Regions from separate parts of the Mus musculus genome. Here all the other regions are linked to region 2. A link is a contact called in public HiCAR-type and Micro-C data. All regions are on one chromosome and are shown on one strand. The core of a region is the stretch at or near the end of the contact, and the rest is flanking DNA. Distances in the headings are between cores, read along the strand shown. Region 1 overlaps Gm33756 (a long non-coding RNA gene). Region 2 holds the start of Rab11fip2 (RAB11 family interacting protein 2 (class I)). Region 3 holds the start of Prlhr (prolactin releasing hormone receptor).

Evidence for each region. A called contact is a pair of places that touch in the nucleus more often than the background predicts. HiCAR-type assays count read pairs that join an accessible place to other places.
Region 1: a Micro-C map of the G1E-ER4 cell line shows a contact between it and region 2. The contact joins the enhancer-like site here to the promoter of Rab11fip2 in region 2. A contact is called at or near these places in 9 of 39 promoter capture datasets (the 3T3-L1 cell line, the C10 cell line, the HPC-7 cell line and 6 more), 9 of 484 Hi-C or Micro-C datasets (CD4 T cells, CD8 T cells, the G1E-ER4 cell line and 3 more), 9 of 115 datasets of contacts at active chromatin or transcription factors (the 230-238 cell line, astrocytes, embryonic stem cells and 5 more) and 2 of 9 other capture datasets (adipose tissue and liver).
Region 3: a contact with region 2 is called in a HiCAR-type map of astrocytes, with 2.0 times the contacts expected there. The contact joins the promoter of Prlhr here to the promoter of Rab11fip2 in region 2. A contact is called at or near these places in 3 of 39 promoter capture datasets (the 3T3-L1 cell line, hippocampal neurons and stem cell-derived epiblast-like cells) and 1 of 115 datasets of contacts at active chromatin or transcription factors (astrocytes).

What each region holds. Positions count from the first base shown.
Region 1 is chr19:59,390,256-59,394,232 of GRCm38.p6, reverse strand. The region is part of intron 2 of Gm33756 (a long non-coding RNA gene); the gene reads right to left. Among named protein-coding and RNA genes, the nearest start is that of Gm33756, 2.8 kb to the right of the region's middle. Within about 2 kb of position 2,117, at least 1 of the 459 cell types and tissues checked has an H3K27ac peak or open chromatin away from gene starts, as enhancers often do. A contact at or near this core is called in the G1E-ER4 cell line, where this site is marked.
Region 2 is chr19:59,941,260-59,944,807 of GRCm38.p6, reverse strand. It overlaps Rab11fip2 (RAB11 family interacting protein 2 (class I)), which reads left to right and starts at 1,444. Exons shown (of 6, transcript NM_001033172.3): 1 at 1,444-2,160. The coding sequence starts at 1,808.
Region 3 is chr19:60,466,431-60,469,898 of GRCm38.p6, reverse strand. Prlhr (prolactin releasing hormone receptor) reads left to right here and starts at 1,595. Exons shown (of 1, transcript NM_201615.2): 1 at 1,595-3,166. The coding sequence starts at 1,773. The coding sequence ends at 2,885.

The DNA.
Region 1 (3,977 bases), core at 868-3,367, 550 kb after region 2:
CAATTCATTAATTGCTTGTTTGTTTATTTAAAAGCACACACTGTGTGTGCACGCTCACTCGGGGAGCAAAGGGGGTGGGGGAGGCGAGTGCCTAGAGACATGGGGTTCTTTGTGTCACTTCTTGTCCTGCATTCTGCATTCAGCCAGCTCAGCTGGTCGCTTCATCAATGCAAGATCAATGGTGGCCAAGTCACAGCTGTAAACACCACCTCATTCAAGGTCAATTAGAGAGCAATGAGGTGTTTTGTGAATGGGAGGGGAAATGCTAGGGGCTTTTATCATACAGTGCTCAGTAACTGTTGAGAGGCCCTATCCTGTGGATCTGCCCTGCTAAGGCACAGTTGGTCAAACGAGTAGAAAATGGCTGTTTGAGTTGAAAATCACCAGTCGCCACAACAGCCAAGATTATCTAATTTCAGGACCACAACTAGAAACTCTCTTTTTCCCTCCATGCCATCCTGTCTATCTGTCTGTCCAGTTCTCCATTCATTTTTGTTATTGTTGTTGTTTGGGATTGGGTTTTTAGACACAGGGTGTCCTAGAGGTATCTCACTATGTAGACCAGGCTAGCATTAAACTCACAGAGACCTGCCTCTGCCTCCCAAGTGCTGGAATTAAAGGTGTGCACCACTATGCCTGGGGTTTCTCCATCCATTTTACCATCTCCATTTATCCTTCCATTGATTGCACACATCTACCTATCCATCTCATCCATCCATCATATCGATTTCTCTATTGGTTCTATCCATTCAACCCATTCCATCCCATCTATCTATCTATCTATCTATCTATCTATCATGTATGTATGTATGTATGTATGTATCATGTATGTATGTATGTGTCTATGTATCTATCATGTATGTATGTATGTATCTATCTATCATGTATATATGTATGTATGTATCTATCTATCTATCTATCTATCTATCTATCTATCTATCATCTGACCTAGTCCATCTGTTCATCCACCCAGCAATACCAGTTGAGCCCATCTTCAACTGTCTAAGCAAGTCCTCTCCTCTTGGAGTTGGGGGTAGGAAGGGTAAGTACACATACTTGAATCTGTGGCAGGGCTGCCATCAGCAGGGGAGGGCAGCCTGGGAGGAGACTGTACACCTAGCCTCCAACTTCTGGGGACAGTGCAGTCCCCACTCAGTGCTCTGATTAAAGCATTAACTTAAACAGATTCCAGACATGGGCCAAGTGCTTTCTGTGGACTCTCCTACTTAACTCTTTTTGGAAACAGGCTTTCTTCTGTCTTCCCCCAGTGAGTCAGGGACCCACATGCCCCAAGAGAAGCCAGGAGATCAGTTGATCTCTTTGTATGTGAGCAACAAGCAAGGGCACAACTATTGAAGGACTCTTATTTGTATATGGCCACTGTTCAGAAGAGGCTGTCGGACAGAGAGCCATCATGACAGAACCTTCCATATCCATCCAGCAGCTGTTTCCAGGTGGTAGAGGAAATCAGACTACATGCTAGGCTTGGACTTGGAGACCCAAGTTCAAATCCTGTGGCTACCACCACCCTCTGTCCTCTGATGAGCCTAGAACTTACTGAGCCCCTATTTCTTGACCTGTAATATGCCATGGTGCCCTGGATTTTTTAAAGGGAGCTTGTAGAAAGTTAGCACACTTCTGGCTTAGAATGGTAGGTAAACTAGACTTGGGAGCTGAGAGACCTACAAGAGACTGGAGAGTATTAGAGAGTCATAAAGCTTCTGACCTGGGGAGGGGACTGGTCCTGAGAATGGCTAAGGCATTGAGCTGTTAAGATCAGGAACTTGGCTACAATCTAGACACATGAAGACAAGTGTATTTTGGGGGCGGGAGGGGGGGCGGGGAGGAGCCAGGGCCAGCATGGGATGTTCAGGGAGTGGTGCAAACAAAGATGGAGCATTAGAAACTTCCAGTTGAAAAGATCGATGGGTAACCGAGCATATCAGGAGGCATCTAGTTTTGGGGCCTGCAGGAGTCCTCACAGCTACAGCAGCAGAAGTGAGAAGCATGCCAGAGCTCCTGGAGAAGGGAGCACACTTCCTCTTCAGAGAGAAACTCCTCTGCTCCTCGGATGGATCTGGAAGGACCCCTGTCATTGACTCTGCCCCACACAACAGGTCCCAGTGGGAGCACTGGGCCAGCACAAGGCACAGGGCACTCAGAATCCTCTCTCTGTACTTTTCATTTGGAGGTGGGGGGAGGGGCTTTGTCTTTGTTTTGTTTTCTGTTTGGTTTTTGCTGTTGCTGTTGCTGTTGTTGTTGTTCTTTATTTGTTTGATAGAGGGATAGGGTCTCTCTTCGTAGCCCTGGCTGTGCTGGAACCTGCTCTGTAGACCAGGTTGGTCTCAAACTCACAGAGATCTACCTGCCCCTGGCTTTATCCCCAGATGAAGTCCTTCCCAAGATGCTGCCAGGTACAACACCTCCTATGGCAGGAAGAAGCTGATTGGGCAGACAGCAAAACTGAGACAAGCAAGGATGAGGAGATGAAGGCCTCTCTTCAGAGCCTCTATAACTATAGCTCTCCTTTTAACAATACAGGAAAAACTTGGGCAGGGGAGTACAAGAAGGCGGCAGGGGGGAACATCCCCGAATCTACTTTATGTTTCTGTTGCCTGAAAAAACTCTGACACAGGGAAGATGACTATGAGTGTCTATAGAAATGACGTCACCATCAAGGACATTCAAAATCATAAACTATGACCATAAACTAGAGGCACATACCTGCAATCCCAGCACTCAGGAGGCATATGCAGGAGGATTGTGAGTTTAAGATAATCCTCGGCTACAGTTAGTTTGAGACTAACCTGTGTTACATGATACCTTAAAAAAGAAGGAGGAGAAGGAGGAGGAGGAGGGGAGGGGGAGGAGGAAGAGGAGGAAGAAGAGGAGGAGGAGGAAGAGGAGGAGGAGGAGGAGGAGGAGGAGAAGAAGAAGAAGAAGAAGAAGAAGAAGAAGAAGAAGAAGAAGAAGAAGAAGAAGAAGAAGAAGAAGAAGAAGAAGAAGAAGAAGAAGAAGAAGAAGGAAAAGAAAGTAAAGAGCGAGAGAGGAAGAGGGAGGAAGGAAGGGGAGGAAGGGAGAGGGAAGACAAGGAAAGCCTGTGCTTACTTGGGTCTAGGATGTTTGTGATCTTCAAGCTTAACTACATCAGTGTTCCTTCCTCATCCTAAGGAATGAGGGGTTAATCCCAAACTGCTGATAAGTCACTTCAAGGCCACAGGAAGCCCCCCAACTCCTCTCTGAGGAAAGGAGGTGCCACAGGCCCATCTCTCACTGCTTTTGAACTTTGGCTAGTGGACAGCCACAGGCATGTTCTGCAGGCACCAGGTTGTATCATCAGAGAGGCCATGCAGTGAGAAGATGATGGCGTGGGAAGTCAGCTGCCTCCTGCAGAGGTAGAGCCTTGACAGGAGATGAGAGAGATGCACCACTCTCTTTACCACTAAGCATTTTTAAGTAGCCCCACTTTGAAATCAGGTAATGTGCTTGCTGCTTAAGCATGAGGCACTGAGTCAGTATCCCCAGCTCCGATGTAAAAACAGAACAAACACCCCCCCCAAAAAAAAAGGTGTGGAGGTGCACACTGTAATCCCAGTGACTGAAGGCAGAGACAGGAAGATTCGTGAAGCTTCTAAAACAGCTAGTCTAGCCAAATCGGGGAGGTTCTGTTTCAGTGTAAGGCTCTTGTCTAGAAAAAGAAGGAGGAGGAGAAGGAGGAAGAGGAAAAGGAGGAGGAGGAAGAGGAGGGGGAAGTAGGAGGGGGAGTAGGGGAGAAAAAGAAGAGGAGAAGGAAAGAAGGAAAGGAAGGAAGGAAGGAAGGAAGGAAGGAAGGAAGGAAGGAAGGCAGGCAGGCAGGCAGGCAAGCAATTGAGGAAGACAATTTCTAGTCTCCTCACACGTGCATGCATGCATAAAGGTACCCACACATATGTGTATGCATACCCACAAACAGAGAGCACTGGTATGGTGTGCACCAC
Region 2 (3,548 bases), core at 195-2,694:
GAAGTTCTAAAACTTGCCCGATAATAATAAACCCAATACCTTACAGTTTATGACCATTTTAAGTTGGATAAAGCACATTCCTATCTATCATATTTATTCTCAAAATTAGTCCCATAAAGGGAGAAAAGCATTTAGTCAGTCAACAGATTGGTTAGCATGTCTGTTTAATGCTTAGTTCTCTAAAGTCCTTCAGGGATGTCTAATCTTTTGACATTGCTTGGAGAGCTGTTGTCTGTCTGCAAAGTTCTCCCTGAAGAAAAGCACAATGCAGTTAAATACTCTCATAGCATTTAAGGTTGGGTTTGGCCTCATTCATAGCTATTGTTGGCCGCAGGTTGGATGTGCTGCCAGGAAGTGCAGTCCAAAGAGCTTCAGAATTTTCCTAGGCAGACATGGACAGAAATAAAGTCAACAGAGGTAGTATGCATCTCCTGAGACTGAAAAGCAGAGACAGTACTCCTGTCCTCTCTGGCCATGAAGTTGGGGTTTGGATTCCTGGAGGACTTGACAGTGAGCGCTCAGGGAATGCTTTTGACTTGGACGCCATACACACAACTTAGAAAGGGGGAAAAAAGACTAAATAGTTCCGTAGAATTATGGTGGCAGGCATGGGGGCCTGGTCTTCTGACGCCATCCCAAAGCGTCTATGATCTTTATTAAGCAAGGGAATCTTTATTAAGCAAGAGAATCTTTATTAAGCTTTGGAATCTATCTGCATCCTTTGCTTTTGGTCTGTGCTCAGGAGGAGGTCCCTTTAGTCAGTTGAAGGTTTCCTCTTCAAGACGATGGAGAACGGTTGGACGAAGTCTGAACTGTCACTCAAGAAGAACTACCACCATTAAAGGACACCAGCGCCCAGCTAGGACTGAACACACAGCTGGAACAGATTTCTGCCTTCCAAGATGGAAACCGGTTCTCTCCCAATAGCGGGCGGTGTATAGGGCCCAGTGCCGCCTCCCAGAACCCCTTGTCGGCCTCTGCGGGCTCACAGTTCCCCAGCCCGCTGCAACCGACAGGTTGGAACCTCAGCACCCACCGTCCAGCGCGCGCATCCCAGCCTCCGCGTCCCGCACCGCGCGCCCCGTCGTCAAGGCAACCAGGGAGGCGCTGACCCCCAACCCCGCCCGGCCCCGCCCCTCGCGCAGCCCCACTCAACATGGAGACGGCCAACCCGGAAGTGGCGCGGCCGCCGCGCGCCGGGCGCTAGGAGCCGCGGGTTGCTGGCCAGGCCTCACCCGGTGACACCGCCCGGCCTCGGTTTGCCACCCGCGCTCCGCGTCCCTCCGACACCGGTCCAGGTCGGCCGCTTCCGCCCCGCTCGCCCAGGCCTGCGCCACTCTTGGGGGGGAGGAGCCGAGGCGAGGCCGCGCGGGCGGGCGGAGGGAGCCAGGCCCCACGGCCGTCGACGGTTCGTATCAGCCGGGTCGGAGGAGGAGCCGGGCCGCGCGGGGCGGAGGCCGGGCCCTAGGGGCGCAGGTTTCAGGATAGCGGCGAAGCGGGGCGCGGGGCTGCGCGCGGAGGCCCGGAAGGCGCGGAGGTGATGTGGGCCCCTGTGCTTCTACGGAAGAAAGGGACCCCAGCAGCGGCGGCGGCCTCCCTACCGGTCCTCCTGACAGCAGCCCTTAGGGACCTCGCGGCAGCCCTGACTGCCCAGCTCACTGAAGTGCTCTTAAGGATGCAGTGATCAGGGTACGGGGCTCTCCCCGCGGGAGGGGCTCTGCCTGCGCTTCTGAACTCTGCGCAGAGAAAACAAAACAACAACAACAAAAAACAAAACCGAAAAACAAAACAAAACAAAAAACCCAGAATGATGCTGTCTGAGCAAGCCCAAAAGTGGTTTCCAACCCACGTGCAGGTCACAGTGCTCCAAGCTAAAGATCTGAAGCCAAAAGGCAAAAGTGGTACCAATGACACATACACCATAATTCAGTTGGGCAAAGAGAAGTATTCTACATCTGTAGCAGAGAAAACCCTGGAGCCGGTCTGGAAGGAGGAGGCCTCCTTTGAGCTGCCTGGGTTGCTCATGCAGGGTAGTCCGGAGAAATACATTCTTTTTCTTATAGTGATGCACAGGTCCCTGGTGGGACTGGATAAGTTTTTAGGGCAGGTGGCAATCAATCTCAATGACATCTTTGAGGACAAACAAAGAAGGAAAACAGAGTAAGTTATATAATTTATTTTGAATTTTGGGTACTTAAAGATATATGGATTTACTGTTCTTGAACATAGTATATTTGAGGCATTGGTCTTTGGGATTGAAATAGGATCCAGTATTAAGCACTTCTCTTTGCATGACTTTGAAGGGAAATAGCCTTTACTCTGATTTTTTTTTTAATGGAGTGATTAGTAAACCATTTTTTTTTCTCATTTCTGTGTGAGGTTAAGAGCTCTTAGTGGAATATTTTGCACTGGGTTTTAATACTTTTTATAAGAGGCCTAGAGCATGAACTAGAAAACCAGAAAATTAAATATATGCGTACCATTAGGTCTATGTTTGTTGAGCACTGTTAAAAAAATAAATTACTAGTAAAGGGTGTCAAAAGATAAGTTACTAGGTTTAGAACTCTTTATTTCAGCATTGGAAACAGTTGGCCTTATTTTTGCTCCACCAGTTTTCAGGGTCAGTACTTCTTGATAGGGTAGAAAGTTGTTAAAAGAACAAAAGTTTTGGAAGTCTGCACAGACATCTTCAGTCTTGAGCCCACTGACATTTTCCCTTTGAATTTACAGTATAGTGGAGCTATTGTTTACTGAAGAATTAGTTCAGCAAAGCTGTTGTGTAAGATCAGAGACAGTGATTACAGTCTTGTGATGCAGTGATTTAATGACTTCTTCGATGAAAACATGGCTTTTGAAATTGAACTTTCTAGCCTAAGTTAGATATACTTAATTTAAGAAATCAAAATTCAAATCAACACTAGGATGTTATGTGCTAAGTTGAAACAAGTAGCATCTTTGGAAAGGTAGGTCTGCTGTCCTGCTTTTAGCTTACATGCTTGTACACGCTTACCTTACACGCAGAGCTTGTAATGGGCCTGAAGGCTCATTGAGATGGCTGGAGTTTGTGAAAAGAGGGCTGAGGGAACTCATCAGAGGACTGCACTTTTCCCAAGTAGCTTAAAAAAAAAAAAGAACAAAACCCAGTCCTGATGCATGTTCATCTACCTACCCTTTAGAGCACTATTTTTGCAATGATAACTTTAAGCTCACATTAATTTCTTACAAGTATAGTGATCTTTTATCTGTCTTTATTTCCTTTGTAAAACCTGCCAGCAAACTTCATTTAATAAGAATTGTTTTTGTTTTGAATAAAGTCTTTACCTAAGATTTAGTGTATGTAAGAAAAAATACTAGAAATGCAAGAAGAAAAAAAATAGGTAAATATTCAATGAGGATGGGGGGAGGAGAAGAAGTTTAAGTTGTATATTTAATGATTTTTAAATTTCCTGATACTTAATAGCATGTTATTTCTTCTGAGGGATTCTTCATCAGATTTAAAATGAAAAAATGAATAATAACCAAATAATTTGTCCCAAATTGTCACTATG
Region 3 (3,468 bases), core at 346-2,845, 520 kb before region 2:
ACGTGAACTACTTACCACTCTGACTTTCATACTGGTTTCTGCTACATGTATTATCGCTCAGAGAGTGTGGGTGTAGAGTGGAAATAGCACAATAATGGGTAGCTTTTGTGCTATAACTGACTTTTCTTCTTGTGTGAGTGACTCACTGGAATTTCAAGAGTGGAATGACTTGTTAAAGCTTTCTAGTAGAACTGAGATATCTGAAGCCCCAGAGGCTAAAGTAGGGCTTACCAGAGAGGACTAGACATTGAAACTCAGCCTCCTTCAGAAGCCCTGGCTTCTGAACAGGGTGGTTACAAAGCCCCTTTCCTGACAGACCTCTCACTGTGCAGCTTAACTTATATTTCAGTGACAACTTCATGCTACTAAAGATCTTATGAAACTTAACCTTTTCAAATGTCACCTTTGTTATTCTTTCTGAAACCCTGCAACCGCTAGTACGTAAAAAAGAAAAAAATATCTAAACCGACATAGGAAGGGCTTTTATTCTAGGAGGACAAGAAAGTCAGGAACTCAACAATCTCTGCTAGGACAGGTGGCGCCTTGGGTTGCTGTAGCGACAAAGAGAAATGAGCAAAGAGTGGCAGGGTTCAGATATTGGGGTGAATTTATAGAGCACAAACTGGCCTGATGGCTGCGTTTTTCTGAGCTAGGGAGGTAAATGATGGCACGGTCCCTGGTGATGATCCATATCGGAGCCAAAGTCACCCTTCAATCTCCATCCTGCACTTCTTTTTTTTTTTTTGCTCCAGGGAGCAAGCCTCAGATCCACAGAGCTGCAGTAATTTCGATTGTCGCGAGCCCCCTTGCGCCGTACCCACACAGCACTGGGGAGCTGCCCGTGGTGCTGATTTTTTCCCTTTGAGAGGAAACTCTGGCCACCACACCTGCAAAAGGCTCAAAGGATACACTGGAGTGCTAGAGCCCTAAAATCCCTGACCAGCGACAGGTGCAGCATAACAAAGCTCTGCTAGACCCCAAACTCTAGCGACTCTGTCAGCTGCAGTTGGAGCTCTGCAGGATCTGGAGCTGTCCTGTGAGGACTTCCCTTCACTCCCTAGTTTATCTACATTTCCCTATTTCCAAATCCTCTCAGCCTTTGGAGACTACACCTGGTGGACATCACAAATTGGCGCTTCCCGCACCTCCTCTGTCATCCCCTGGGACACGCCCCTCTGGAACAGCTTCTCCAGGGGCACTGCACACTTCCGAAGTGGAGATCACCCTGGAGCGTGGGGCCCAGGTTCCTGGCCCCACCCCCTTTCTTGCTTATTCCTACTACACATGCTGCTCCTCTTAAGCACAGAGTTGGGCAGTAAGCTCCGCCCCCATCTTCCATTGAAGGGAGAGCTGAAGTCAGGAAGAGGTGGAGGGGAGGAGCTCCCAGACCCCTCACAAGCTGCTGACCCACTGGGAACTACTGAATCCGTTAGTAGAAGAGAGCAACCCGAGCGAGCGTCCATTGTTGGCTGAGGACCCCTGAGGAACAGCAGGCGGTCTGCTCCCGCCTTTGAGAGCCTTTTCCCGCCAGCCAAGCCTGCTCACAGGTAGGGCCAGCTCCCCGGTCTGCCTTCCGGGGACCGCGAGAGCTATCCACGAATAGGAGCTGTTTAAAGAACCTGTGTTAGGCTTATTTTTATAGAACTGGAAGGACAACATTCATTGCGCTTGATGTTCTGGGTCTTGTGTCCAAGAGAGGAGTTGGGTGGTGGGAAAAGGTACACGAGGGAAGATGGAAAGTGACAACTTTGATTACCTTTGAACAGGTAGCCATGACCTCACTGTCCACTGAGACCACTGGAGACCCCGATTTGTCTTCTGGGCTGTTGCCAGCTAGCTCGACTCCAGCCAACCAGAGCGCAGAGGCCTCGGAGGGCAACCTGTCTGCAACGGTTCCCCGAGCTGCAGCAGTCACGCCGTTCCAGAGCCTGCAGCTGGTGCACCAGCTGAAGGGGTTGATCGTGATGCTGTACAGCATCGTGGTGGTCGTGGGTCTGGTGGGCAACTGCCTGCTTGTGCTGGTGATCGCGCGCGTGCGCCGGCTGCACAACGTGACCAACTTCCTCATTGGCAACCTGGCCTTGTCCGACGTGCTCATGTGTGCCGCCTGTGTGCCTCTCACGCTAGCTTATGCCTTTGAACCTCGGGGCTGGGTGTTCGGTGGAGGCCTGTGTCATCTGGTTTTCTTCCTGCAGCCGGTCACCGTCTATGTATCGGTGTTCACACTCACCACAATCGCCTTGGACCGCTATGTGGTTCTGGTGCACCCGCTACGTCGGCGCATTTCACTGAGGCTCAGCGCCTACGCGGTGCTGGGCATCTGGGCTCTATCTGCAGTGCTGGCGCTGCCGGCCGCGGTGCACACCTACCATGTGGAGCTCAAGCCCCACGACGTGAGCCTCTGCGAGGAGTTCTGGGGCTCGCAGGAGCGCCAACGCCAGATCTACGCCTGGGGGCTGCTTCTGGGCACCTATTTGCTCCCCCTGCTGGCCATCCTCCTGTCTTACGTACGGGTGTCAGTGAAGCTGAGGAACCGCGTGGTGCCTGGCAGCGTGACCCAGAGTCAAGCTGACTGGGACCGAGCGCGTCGCCGCCGCACTTTCTGTCTGCTGGTGGTGGTGGTGGTAGTGTTCGCGGTCTGCTGGCTGCCGCTGCACATTTTCAACCTATTGCGAGACCTGGACCCGCGTGCCATCGACCCCTACGCCTTCGGGCTGGTGCAGCTACTCTGCCACTGGCTTGCTATGAGCTCCGCCTGCTACAACCCCTTCATCTATGCATGGCTGCACGACAGCTTTCGAGAGGAGCTGCGCAAGATGCTGCTGTCCTGGCCCCGCAAGATTGTGCCTCATGGCCAGAACATGACTGTCAGCGTGGTCATCTGATGTCGCTCTGCCAGGTCCGAGCTGGGGAAATTCATATCCCTTAGCCCCAGAGGTCGTCGTGAGATCTTATTCCCAGCACCAAAGTTAAGCCAACACATGCGAATTCCCACCCAGCCCTTTTGATTTGTCTGGTTTTTGTGTTTCTGTGAAATGTTAGGTGGGCTTTGGAGCAGAAGAGCCTGGGGAGAGAGAGAGAAGCAGATTTATCAGGTCTACCCCTGAAAGCAAAACAGCTATTTTTCTGGGTTCAGAAAAATAAATCAGTAGCAGGTCTTTCTTTCTCTCTTTCTTTCTTTCTTTCTTTCTTTCTTTCTTTCTTTCTTTCTTTCTTTCTTTCTTTCTTTTTTTCTTTGCGTACACTGTGGGTGGAATTTAAATGTGGTGTTGGAGTTGGTGAAGATTTTCACTTTACCTTTTTAAAAGGCCCCAGCTGAGATATAATGACTGTTTTGTCTACCTGAGCCTTGGATTCACTTTGATTTCAGATCATACTATGATCCCAAATCAATATCCAGGTTTTTAACATTTCCTGAGTAAGATCTTTATGTTCCAAAAAGATTTTCATTTTAAAATCATTTGGATT